Linked DNA regions of Rattus norvegicus: all the other regions are linked to region 3. The links are chromatin contacts, called in public Hi-C and HiChIP or PLAC-seq maps. All regions are on one chromosome and are shown on one strand. The core of a region is the stretch at or near the end of the contact, and the rest is flanking DNA. Distances in the headings are between cores, read along the strand shown.

Region 1 (2,924 bases), core at 124-2,623, 250 kb before region 3:
AAGTAAAGCCTTCAATTTATTTTTAAATTTTGATTAGGATTTTAGGAATATGGAGCCAGGTTGAAGCTAAAATTGGGACCTAATCTCCAGATTATAGTATGTCGAGTCCTCAAATGTCTTCATTCACAGACCACCTATGCAAGAAAAGAACACTCACATTCCAATCTAGAGAGGTGACATCCTTGTTACTGGGAACGTCCTGCCCTCCTTCCCGTATGCAGTGTCTAAGCACCAGCTGTGTGGGGCCACTTGTGCTGTTCTCACTGAGGTTCCATATTCTTGCAGTGGAGTCTCCAGACCTTCAGAGTCAAAATATCAGCTCAAGTCCTCATATGAGCAAGCATTCCACAATCTAAGCCACACATTTAGCATGAATAAGAAGTAGACTACTGGACACAAACATTTTAATATTTTTCTTATTTTATATTTTAGAGCTTCTACTAAGTAACAACTTCACAAGAAATACTAATCTACCAAGGCAAGATGATCATAAGCAATCAACAGAAGTGACTATAAAGTGAAATATATTAACAAAAACATGTAGCAGCCTATTTGGTGAGGTATTCTTAAATACCACGATAGTGCTGGGCATGGTAAAGCCCAGGACACAGGTGGGTCAACACGTCAAGTTAAACAGCAAATCCTGTCTAAAACCAAACAAAATGCTCAACAACTAGAAAGCTCTTTGAAAAACCTACCCTGATGCCAGGAGATCACTAACAGGGTTCCAGGCACAGATGAAAACTTCCGATTCATGGCCCCGAAGCACAACCGCTTTATTGGGAGGGATTTCCACATCCCCGTCCACCTCCATCATGTCCGTGTGATTATCTGCATCGTGAAAAGTAGCAGTTCTGTCAGAAGGGAAGCACATGTCTGGCAAGTATGACGTGCTAGTTTTAAAAGTGTGAGTATCCCGGAATGTGTATGTGAAATGGTAAAAAGAAAGGGGGAAAAAAGGTTATACCTCAGCAAGGCTGAATTAAAGTCTGTAACAATACTATTCTGAGTTCTGCCAGTAGGGGTTGCTGCTATCATTCATACAGCACGAGTCATCTTTATTCCTCAATGTCAGAGCCTTGTTGGATGTTTGTAACAGAGACTATTATAAATTTTACTTAGAAATCAAATGCAGATGCAAAATGCACTTAAGAGTAGAAAAAGGCTTCAGAAACATTTAAAAAGGAACGAACATTCAGTTCATTTAGCTTTTGGAATCTTAGGTCTGTAATCTGAAGTGTGTTGATGCCAGTTGGGGTAGAGGCAAACACCGGTTATCAGTGTAGCTTCTAAGGGTGGGCACTACAGTAGAGCAGTGTGTGCTGACCATCTCCAAGCATTCTCTGCTCACTTGCGATGGTGTGTGCTCCATTCTCCTCCCCATTGGCTGTGTTCTCTCCATTTTTCGCAGAGCCTTGCTGGTTAGTGGCTGCGGCAGCAGCTGCAGCAGCGGCTGCATGTTGCTGTGCAAGCTTGTCTCTGTAGGCTTGTTGTCTTGTTTGGACGACATCGGGCATGACAGCATCTATCAGGGACAGAGACTCTATGGGTCGACCATCAAATAAGGTGCCATCCTGGGGTTGAAAAACAGGGAAAGAAAAATGAGATGTAGTTGTCAGGTTGACATATACTCCATTAACAAAACGAAAAACTTCATTCTGAGGAAACCATGAACATGAGCAAGAAGGGGGAAGGGAGCAAGAATGGCACTGCAAGAGTCAAATGCAAACAGCCACCAACTGTCACCTAAGGTCCTCATCAACTCTGCACAAAGACAAACCAATACAAGAGGCCATTGGCAAAAGGTTAAAGATAATAAAATGCATACTATAACATTCAGGTAAGGGAAGCTGCTAGTAAGAAACACTGACCAATATGAATATGTCATACAATGAGAAGAAAGTACCCAGTACTTGCATCTGCATTCTGCACCCAGGCCTTGGGATGATGCACCTATCCTGACCTGGAGCAGATCTTTCTCTTATGGGTTTTCTCTAAACACTACAGGATGATCATATCATATAAGTGATCTAAATGCATGATATTGTATGACATACAAATGATATTAAGTGTAACCTAAGAGAACCAGCAGATAATGCTAGCTATGGTGGTGTAGGACCTATCCCTTAGGAAAACAAGGGACTGGACTACTTTAAAGAGCTAAAATCTTTTCACTTACTTTTACCAAAAAAAATGGGGGGATGTGGGGAAGAGACCTTCTACATATTCTGTGTTCTGGCCATACACTAAACATTGTAGCTACAACAAAGTTCCACTCAGAAAGAACATGCAATGTGTGCTTATTAATGCTTTGAAGGGCATAACAGCCTTGTTACAGTTCCTCATGATCCCAGTGACAGTCCAGAAGTAAATGAGTCTGGCTGTGCTACAAGGCTGATTTATACAATCAGGGAGCAGATAAGATTGCCTCAGGCAACAGTAGCATGCCTATACCTGAAACAAACACACTACTTACACATGCAGCTCTGAGCATCAAAGTTGGCATCACTTATAAATAAATTGGCTTCCAAAATCAGGGTACATGAAACTAACAATGATTTTGTAAGTCCTTGCCAGCAGTTTGTTCTTAGTACCGTCCAGCAAAATTATATGTTAAATATGATCTCCTTTTCTCACACACAGAGAATATTAAAGGAATAACCTACAGAAACTGTCTTCTGGTGTGAAAACCAATACATTTATGAATAATAATCTTAATCTGTCCAAACCCATGAAGTCAAGGTCAGATACTCCATAGGAAAACACATTTAAGAATAAGCATCGGTGTTTGAAGTGGAACGCATCTGCCTTACCTCATTTATGCTAACTTCTGCCTCTACATATTGCAGGCCTTTCTGGATGATAGAGATGAGTGCAGCGGGTGGGACGAGGGCACCATTTATGTTGGACTGACTTATATGGCT
Region 2 (2,839 bases), core at 213-2,712, 200 kb before region 3:
AGTCTCAGTCTGCTCTGCAGCCCAGGTAGCTTATAATGTGTAATGCACTATGACCCATTTATGACTGGGTCTCTGTCAGCTTCTCCTCTACCTTGGCCTTCACTCCTCTGTCGCCGCCTCCACGTGCCACTGACATTCTAATACTAGAAATGCACTGTGCAAAAAGGTTCTTCTCTCAAACCTAGCCCCATTCCTGCAGAGTTCAACCCACAGCAGCCTGGTCAGGACCATCCAAAGGGAGGGCGCTCCCTCAGCATACCTCTCTTCCCATAGCCGTCTAGCATGACTGCCCAGCCTTTTCTATACATCAGGGCCCATTTGTTAACCTTGCTATTCCTCTATTAACTAAGAATGGCAACTGGAAGATGTGGAGCTCTTTGGATTCACTGTTCTAACAGGACAGGTGAGGGTCTAGGCACAGACCAAACACACCAACTGAAGAGGCAGTGGCTGGCTGCTATTCTCATGACTTTTCACACCACTTCCAGAAGGTGGCAGGGACAGACTGACATTCCACTAACAGAAAACTAAAGTACACCTCATGAATTACAAAGCTAACTTTATAGACTGTTAAACTTCATTCAGTCTCCAAACAAAATAGTTGTTTTTTTAAATCGATTATCAGCATTTACCTAAAGTAAGTAATGCAATAATCTCAGAAAAGGCCTTTAGCACAGACATTGCAGCTAAGCGTCTTCCCAGTAATGCCACTAACACATAACCAGGTTTTAACATAAAAATTAGGCTTTTTATTTATGAAAAAAAATCTTCAAAATAACAAAATTATTTTGACTGGTTTCTAACAATAAATTCATTTGGCTCACTGATTTGAAACATGGCTACTGACCGACGAAAAGTACAAACACAGGGAGGAGCATGGCCTGAGTCCAGTAGCCTGTGCCACAAAGTATACTTAAAGAAAGCAGACAGCAGTTCCCATTCTGTGTGGAAATTCTGGAAGTCACATTTAGACCTGAGGAAAAATTAAAATCTTACCAGAGCTGATTGTGTTAAGATGGACACAGCATGCATAGCTGCAAGTTCACCCCAACTCCATAAATAAGAAGGTGAAGAAGATTGTATTAAATGAATTCCTGGGAAATGTCACAGAATTCCAAGTGCATTCCACTATTACATGATTTCCAAGATGATAAAAGGACCAATTCCAAATGGTGCCATTTTTAAGGAAGCTATATATGTAAATTAGCTCTAACTGATCCTTTCTCATTTGCTGATTTTAAAAAAATTATCAGTTACTTTCCTCACGTGCCTGACAATCCTCCAGGGTGGAATAAAAAGTCTTTGTAACAGTGTACACTACACTGAGCTCACAGTCACAGACACACACACACACACACACACACACACACACACACACGCACACACACACACACAGTGCTTACCAGACATCCAGCATAGGATGAGGTGGGGGTAGCTCCCCCTTCAGGAAGATTTTAGAGATGCAGTCTGGGCTCAGCTGCAGTCAGAAGCCTCAGTAAGCACCAGTCCTTGCTTTCACTTCCATTGTTATTCAAGTTACTTGGGGAAATTAGAGCCAAACAGTTGTATACTTTAACCTTACATTTTCTAAAACTGAACAATTTTTAAGACCAAAATCCATACAGAGATACCTAAGCACCTGGTTCAGTTGAGTCAATCCTGTGGGGCATGAAGCAGCTGTGCCTTCCATTGAACATAAAAATAAACCACCGCGTACAAATAGAGCAAAAGGTTACCAAAGACTTCAAAAGCTGCCTGCTCAAATTCAACTACAGCAAAGTTTCTAAATTAAAGAGTGGTCAACTGTGAGTCAAGTTTGTTATTAGTTCCCTCTCTCAACATTTGGGAGGTAGGATCAGCAGTTCAAGGCTGGCCCTACCACATGAGACTCTGTCAAAACAAACAAAATTAACAAGGTCAAAGTTTAGGTTGTATAAGTTTTAGGTTTCAGCCAGGAATGCTGGCACACACCCATAAGTCACAGGCAATACAGAACTATTCAGACCATATCTCAAAAAAAACAGGAAAAGGCTTCAGTTCACTGTAACAGAAGTTCAACAAACGTTTGCTGTTATTAAAAAACAAGAACAATAACAAAGAATTTCAAGATTCATGTAAGAAAAAGTCTATTACTTTTTAAAATGTGTGAGTACATCACTATTGTCCAGGTGTAACAAATTGCTCCTTTCCTCTTAAATTACAAATTAGTGGTACAGTTCACAATGCCTAAGAAATACTAGATTTTTCGTGGCACAAAGATATTATGTGTTATGCCTTCAAAAACAAAACAAAACGGTAGTTTACGGGAATGAAACAAACGGCCAGGGAAAGGGAAGTTACAGGAACTGCAGAAGTATCTTAGTTAAAAGTGGGCAGGGGTTAGTGAAACAGAGGGGCTGATACTGTCCCCACTAGACCACATTCTTCCCAAGCACAGCTCAAGTAGGAGTCAAAGTTAGCATCAAGACTGTAAACAGCTAATTAGACCAGAGCAGTACAACATCAGTGAAAAGGATACTGTGTGACTGATAACTGCTATGGAAACGCCTCTACAGACTTAAACCTACATCACTCTGGCTCCTCACCATGGTGGGTCACATATCAGATATTACATTATAATTCCTAAGAGTAGCAAAATTACAGCTAAGAAGTAACAACAAAAGAATTCCATGGCTGGGGGTCACCACAACAGGAACAACTGTATCAAAGATCCACAGCTTTAGAAGGTTGAGAACCACTGATCTAGGGTAAGACCTGGACATCACGTCAAAGCCTCTCCCAAGGGACCAGAGGGGTGGAGAACCACTGGCTGAAAGCAGGGAAGAGTAGACCACGAGGT
Region 3 (2,996 bases), core at 124-2,623:
ATTGGATTAAAATATGTCACCACTAGGCTCCTGGACCAGTCCTCTGGGGCAAGGTAGGAGAGTAGTGTGAACTGGGCCCAGTGTGGTCTCCACCTTCTTGGACTAAGTGGTTCTTTCAGGAACCTCGTGGATGTGGGAGCTTTAGAAGGGGCTGCAGCTTCAACTGGGACTGGAGGCTGCTGGTTAGGGTGGAATTTAGGAAACCAAGAGTCTGTAGGCTGTTTTCTGAAACAGGAAGAGGGGCTTTGACCTGAGTGCAGTGTTTCCAGAAAGAGTTGCCCATTTGAAAAAAAGGAGACAGAGAGGTGCAAAGTCTAGATGTATAACTCCCTAGTTGCCCAGAAGACAATGGCTCTCCCCACTTCGATGATGTGTCCACAAACAGGTTGAGCCCTCAGCCCAAGCTCAGAAGCCTTGAATAGTCCTGCATCTCCAAAGCACTAGTTCGCTTTCATCTCTGCACAGGCCCAGCCCTCCCCTTCCTTCCTGAGCTAAATAAGACTTGGCTTCTTGGTGGCATTTGCACAGGCCTGCGACAGGGAAAACAGTCTGTGGCCTTCTCCTCCTCTGGTGTCACTATCCAAGCTGGGTATGCTGGATGTGCAAGGGGGGGGGGGAAAAAAAAAGCCAGGGCTCCAGGAGACACCAGCTTGGTGGCACTGGCCCCACCCGAGTTGGTAGCACAAACAGGGGGAGGGGGGGTGGTTCTGGATCTTTTAATGCAAATTCTGTTAACCTAGCACTGAAGATGGTTGAGTACCCAATGGTCCAGTTTGCAAGGTGGGAAGAGGAGCCTACACTGTGCACCTGTAACGAAACACGTGCACCTGTAAGGAAACACGGACACCATGGCTTACAAAATGTCACCAGAGCTGAGGTGCAGGTTCCTAGAGGCTCCTTGGATCGGGGACTCCAGCAGGAAAAGGGACCCGGAGCTTTCCAGACCTTGAAGACTGTATCTTGTGTGTATGTCGAAATGTTGGGATGGGGCAAGGCCTTTGCAATCTCTACTTCCCTTGGTGACTGCTGCTAGCCTTGTAACCTCCTCTGCCGCGTGGTATGGGCTTGGAGGTAGGTGGTGGGACCAGTTCTATCAGCCAGATGAATTTTTGGCTAAACATAACATTGAAAACCCCTTCTCCCTAGCCCAAGGCCCCCTCTTGACTTGGTGGAGGCGATCCTGCTGCGGCTGAGATCCATCCAGCCTGGCCAGGCAGCCGCCGCAGTTCCCCTCCCCCGCCGGACTGTGAGCCCATTTTCGCTCGGCTGGTCTCTGCGCCGCCGGATGGATGGCGCCCCACCCCCCGCTCCTCTGCTCAGTCATTCAGACTTGGAAAGTCAATAACACGCTGACATCATCAGGGGTTTGTGTATTATTACACGGCTACTTTCCAGAATACCTGGCATTATCTAAGAGAGGAGCACTCGATTGCACCAGCAAGGCCCAGAGCGGAGTCTGCAGCCCCGGGGAGGCGCGGCTGCTCTGGCCCGGCTCTTTTTTCCACCGGGAGTACCTCCAGGGCACCAATTAGGAACAGATGGTGGCTTCTGCTCTAAAAGCAGATGCACTTTAGATATCGATACAGATTCATTTTGGCTTGGGGGTGTACTCAGAAGTCACCCTCAAGTGACCTCCATTTCTTCTGAAAACACACATGCCCTGACTTTTGGTCCTTAAAGAGCATTTTCAATGACTCTCACAGAGGCAAAAAAGAAAGGCATTTGCTCTAACCAGAAGCCAAACCCTGCCTCTTGAGGCTTGGGGTGGGGGTGGCGGTGGGGGTGGGGTGTTATGTAATCACCATTGCGGCTGATTAGCGCTTTGCTTTGCCTCCAAGGCTGAACTGAAGGTTTTGGTGCCTGAGTTTCTCTTTAAGCTTACTGCAGGGCAAACGCACAGAAAAACACGGCCCAGATTTATGGTGCAAAACTGCTCTCCAAGCAAATTGCCTTAGCATTCTGTTTCGGTTCTGGAGCAGGGGAAGTAGATGGATTTGGTGTTAATTAAGATCTCTTTATCTTACTGTTCCGGTGGTTCCTTTGCCTAGAACGAGGATTTTTTTTTTTTAAGTCTATGCATTTAAGCAGTTTACTTCTCTCCCCCTTGCTGTGAACGGTACATTGAAGTTGCTTTGATACTAATTAAATGTATAGATTGCTGCCACTTTGTTCTTGAGAACACATTCACATATTAAAGACAATACATCCAATAACTCACGCAACATGGTGCCTTTTCTGTTTGGCCAAACAGGCTATTTATTTACAGACACAGGACAGGTCTCCTTTAAATTCTCTTCGGTACTTTTAATTGGGGAGAAAAAAAATGGCAGCCAGCCCTAATTTGGAGAATGACAAGGGGAAGGAAGGGCTGGCCCTCCTTGGCCTCATCTTACCCCTCCTGCTCCCGGCAGGGAGCTGCCTGATCTAAAGTCCTTAAGTGCTCCCCTGGAGGAAACAGAGCAGACAGCCTCTCAACTAGTAAGGTTTTCTCTCCCAGCAGCCCGTCATTCAGAAGGTTAGGGCAACTTCCCTCTAAATGCTATGAAGGAGAACAGTCTGAAGCTGTCATTTCTTGAATTCAGCCACAGCTGGTGAGCACACAGCTGGGAGTCGGGGCAAAAACTTCCAAGATGGCCCCCTGATTGCCTGAGAAGTGTCTGAAATGGTGAGACATGCAGAAAAATGGAAGTTACGGGGTGGGGAAGAAAATGAACCCTCACTTTGGAGCCTGGTTGAAACCTCTAGCCAGCTGTAAAGGAAGATTTTTTTTTTTTTTTTAAGATGAAATTTGCTGTGAAGGTTGCTGTCATACAACCAATATTCCTGTGTATGTGCATGCAGGCCCAGCAACCTCAAGTGTCTTTCCTCACCAGGCGATTCCCACTTTATGCTTAAGATGGGGAGTTTCTCAGTTTTTTGGTTTTGTTTTTATGTGTATGGGTGTATGTATGTATGTATGTATGTATGTATGTGTGCAAGGGCCTATTGTGGTTAGA
Region 4 (2,700 bases), core at 130-2,629, 130 kb after region 3:
GCCATTATCCAAATCTCAAATCAGAGGTTGTCTTGGTCTTTTATTTACGAAGCCTGGCCAATCCCTCTCTGTTCTAGCCCCTTATTTTCCTCTCATCTAATGCCACTACTTTAATACAGGCTTCTATGACCTCACCAGTATCATCTTGAGGTAGCTGAGGTGCCACTGGAGCACCATTCATATATTCTCTTTTCTAGAGCCAAGTTATTCTGTGACTCCTCCTTCTGTACTCCAATGCCCCATTATGCTGTTCCTTACTTACCTCAGAGTTTCCTAATAAAACTCTGGCAGGATCTGTCCCTCAGCTCACCAAAATACCTCAAGCATTTTCTCTACCACAGCATTGTGGAATCGTTTTTAGGAAGCTTTTGTGGGTGTTCCTGATATTTCTGCCTGCAATTGCATCCTTCCTTTCCCCGTCACCACCATTTGTTTTTCTAGCAAGCTTCATATCACAGACCATTGTTGAAAGGCCTTCTCTGACTCAAGAGAGATGGAACACCCCTCGTTTTTACCCTTCAACACTTAAGTCTTTCTTGTATTTATTCATGGACCCACTCGTTCCACAAGTGACGTGTACTTATTTGGTTTCCTCTCACCTTCCTGGATATCAGCACTGCATCTTCTTCATTCTTCTATTGTGAGTATTTCAAGCTGTATCTAATGGTAGGTGCTCAAAATATGCTATGAAGGTTCTAAGATTTGGGAATAATGGATGTTTACTGTAGATCCTGGGGAGTTTTCAGCTCAGTACCAGACCTGAGCAATCCCTGCAGAATAGGGGTTGGTTGATCTATGTGCTGGAATTCCTTGTAAACAAACAACTGAGGGAATAAATCTAAACGTGGGTAGTTATCCTCCTTTTGAAATATCTGTACAGGTTGGGCTCCTCGCTGACTCCATTCTTTCAATCTCTCTCACCTGCTCTCTATCTCTGAGACTGTCTCCATCTCTTCAGAGCAGACCTCATCATACCTCGACACCCAAGAATCTTTTTTCTCATTATATAGAATTTTGTTAGCATAGTTCTGGCCTGCTTATTAAATGTTTTATTTAGCAAATTCTTCCCACTCAAGTCAACTGAGAAGGATTGAGTCGGGGTTATTGCGTTCCATAAAGGCACTCAAGTCACCTGTTAAGCCTGGCTCTGTCATTCCTATGTATCTAAGAAAATTACCTAAACCTAAACTTAAAGCTTGGAAAATAATGCCTATTTTACACAAGAGAAAAATACTCCGGAATCTTAAGGTGCCTGATGAATGTAAGTCTCAGCATGTCATGTTGAAGTCACAGCTGGGGAACAAATGTGAGCAATGCCTGATGCTCTGAGGTCTTTGTCATAGCAAAGGGTAATTGCAGTGATCAGTTTGCACACAATCATGGCTAGCTTGCCTTCTGGAAGCATTCTTTTCCACTGAATAAGGGAGGCAAAGCCAAGGCAAGCAACCATGCGTCTCTCAGAAATGTTTTATCGCTTGAATTAACCACGAGAACTTAGAAACTATCTTAAAACATGCAAATAAAATGTGATTCATTAGCACTAGCCATTAACTAATAAATTCAGTATGTTCCAGTACCATCATACCCAGACATGAAGATCATTGAAATAAACCCAAGTGTTTCCCATGGAGATGTTAAAGGATACTTATTTCTTTTCCAGAAAATAAAGAGACACATCTCAAGGTAGGAACTAGGAAATACTTGTTTCTAACCATTGCAGTTTGCTGTTAAACTCTCCTATCTCATTGCAGAACATCCAAGCTCCCATGGCAATCCGCCACTGTGTGAGTTCAGAAACAATGTAATTCTTCTCAGTCTTCCACAGATTTTGCTTTTTGGGCCAGCAGCCCAGTGAATTTGGACACAGCTGTCCCCTGAACTTACGTTGCCAGTTAACGTTTTCATGTCTAGGCTTTTATTTGTCTTCTTTGTTCCAGAAAGTTCTTTGTTTTCTGATTAAATGTTCCACTGTGCTGTACCCACAGATCCATAACCTATTTCAGTGGCTGAGTTGCCAAGGCTGAGATTTAAAGAGACAGTTACTATTAAAAACAGTTGTGTCTTTTCACTCTGGATCTAGGTCTGCCCTACATAAAATTTCAGTGCAGTTTCAGTTTTGTCCTTGGTTCTAAAATTGGCCCCTTTCAGTTTCTTTCCACCTTAGAGAGGCTTCCCCAGCTAAATCTCTGCCAAATTCCTCTGGTGCCTTTTCTAAACTTAGATAGCTAGACCCTAATCCTTATTAAGGTACTGACAGCTCACAGAATTATTTATATCTGAAATTAATATGGCCAAAATTTGGAAATGGTTGAGACCCTAAGGAATGAAATGCTAATACAGGATGACTTGGGTGGATCTAGAACTACTGTTGCAGCAATTTTTATTGATTTTAATAATAATTTTTAAAAAATGGAGAGATGAACCTTGCTTAATTCCTTAATGTATGTCTTAGGCTTTTCCTGCTGTGAACAGACACCATGACCAAGGCAACTCTCATAAGGACAACATTTAATTGGGGCTGGTTTAGAAGTTCAGAGGTTCAGTCAAATATCATCAAGGCAGAGCACAGCAGCACCCAGGTAGGCATGGTGCAGGAGGAGCTGAGAGTTCTACATCTTCATCTGAAGGCCATAGGAGAAGACTGGCTTCCAGGCAGCAAGGCAAGGGTCTTAAAGCCCACACTCACAGTGACAACTCTTT

Evidence for each region. Hi-C and Micro-C count contacts between places; a contact is called where the count stands out from the background. HiChIP or PLAC-seq counts read pairs in DNA pulled down with a chosen protein or histone mark.
Region 1: a Hi-C map of Schwann cells shows a contact between it and region 3, with 9 times the contacts expected there. The contact joins two enhancer-like sites. A contact is called at or near these places in 8 of 12 Hi-C or Micro-C datasets (the Rat2 cell line, Schwann cells, frontal cortex and 5 more) and 1 of 1 datasets of contacts at active chromatin or transcription factors (oligodendrocytes).
Region 2: a contact with region 3 is called in a Hi-C map of liver, with 5 times the contacts expected there. The contact joins two enhancer-like sites. A contact is called at or near these places in 4 of 12 Hi-C or Micro-C datasets (frontal cortex, kidney and liver).
Region 4: an H3K27ac HiChIP or PLAC-seq map of oligodendrocytes shows a contact between it and region 3, with 6 times the contacts expected there. The contact joins two enhancer-like sites. A contact is called at or near these places in 6 of 12 Hi-C or Micro-C datasets (Schwann cells, frontal cortex, hepatocytes and 2 more) and 1 of 1 datasets of contacts at active chromatin or transcription factors (oligodendrocytes).

What each region holds. Positions count from the first base shown.
Region 1 is chr2:106,831,235-106,834,158 of GRCr8, reverse strand. Tbl1xr1 (TBL1X/Y related 1) reads right to left here. Exons shown (of 16, transcript NM_001108941.1): 4 at 2,814-2,924; 5 at 1,352-1,574; 6 at 699-831; 7 at 158-299. Among named protein-coding and RNA genes, the nearest start is that of Tbl1xr1, 100 kb to the right of the region's middle. Within about 2 kb of position 1,373, at least 9 of the 93 cell types and tissues checked have an H3K27ac peak or open chromatin away from gene starts, as enhancers often do. A contact at or near this core is called in Schwann cells, where this site is marked.
Region 2 is chr2:106,783,379-106,786,217 of GRCr8, reverse strand. The region is part of intron 1 of Tbl1xr1 (TBL1X/Y related 1); the gene reads right to left. Among named protein-coding and RNA genes, the nearest start is that of Tbl1xr1, 54 kb to the right of the region's middle. Within about 2 kb of position 1,462, at least 3 of the 93 cell types and tissues checked have an H3K27ac peak or open chromatin away from gene starts, as enhancers often do. A contact at or near this core is called in liver, where this site is marked.
Region 3 is chr2:106,585,963-106,588,958 of GRCr8, reverse strand. No RefSeq gene overlaps it. Among named protein-coding and RNA genes, the nearest start is that of Tbl1xr1, 140 kb to the left of the region's middle. Within about 2 kb of position 1,373, at least 89 of the 93 cell types and tissues checked have an H3K27ac peak or open chromatin away from gene starts, as enhancers often do. A contact at or near this core is called in Schwann cells and liver, where this site is marked.
Region 4 is chr2:106,452,655-106,455,354 of GRCr8, reverse strand. No RefSeq gene overlaps it. Among named protein-coding and RNA genes, the nearest start is that of Tbl1xr1, 280 kb to the left of the region's middle. Within about 2 kb of position 1,379, at least 38 of the 93 cell types and tissues checked have an H3K27ac peak or open chromatin away from gene starts, as enhancers often do.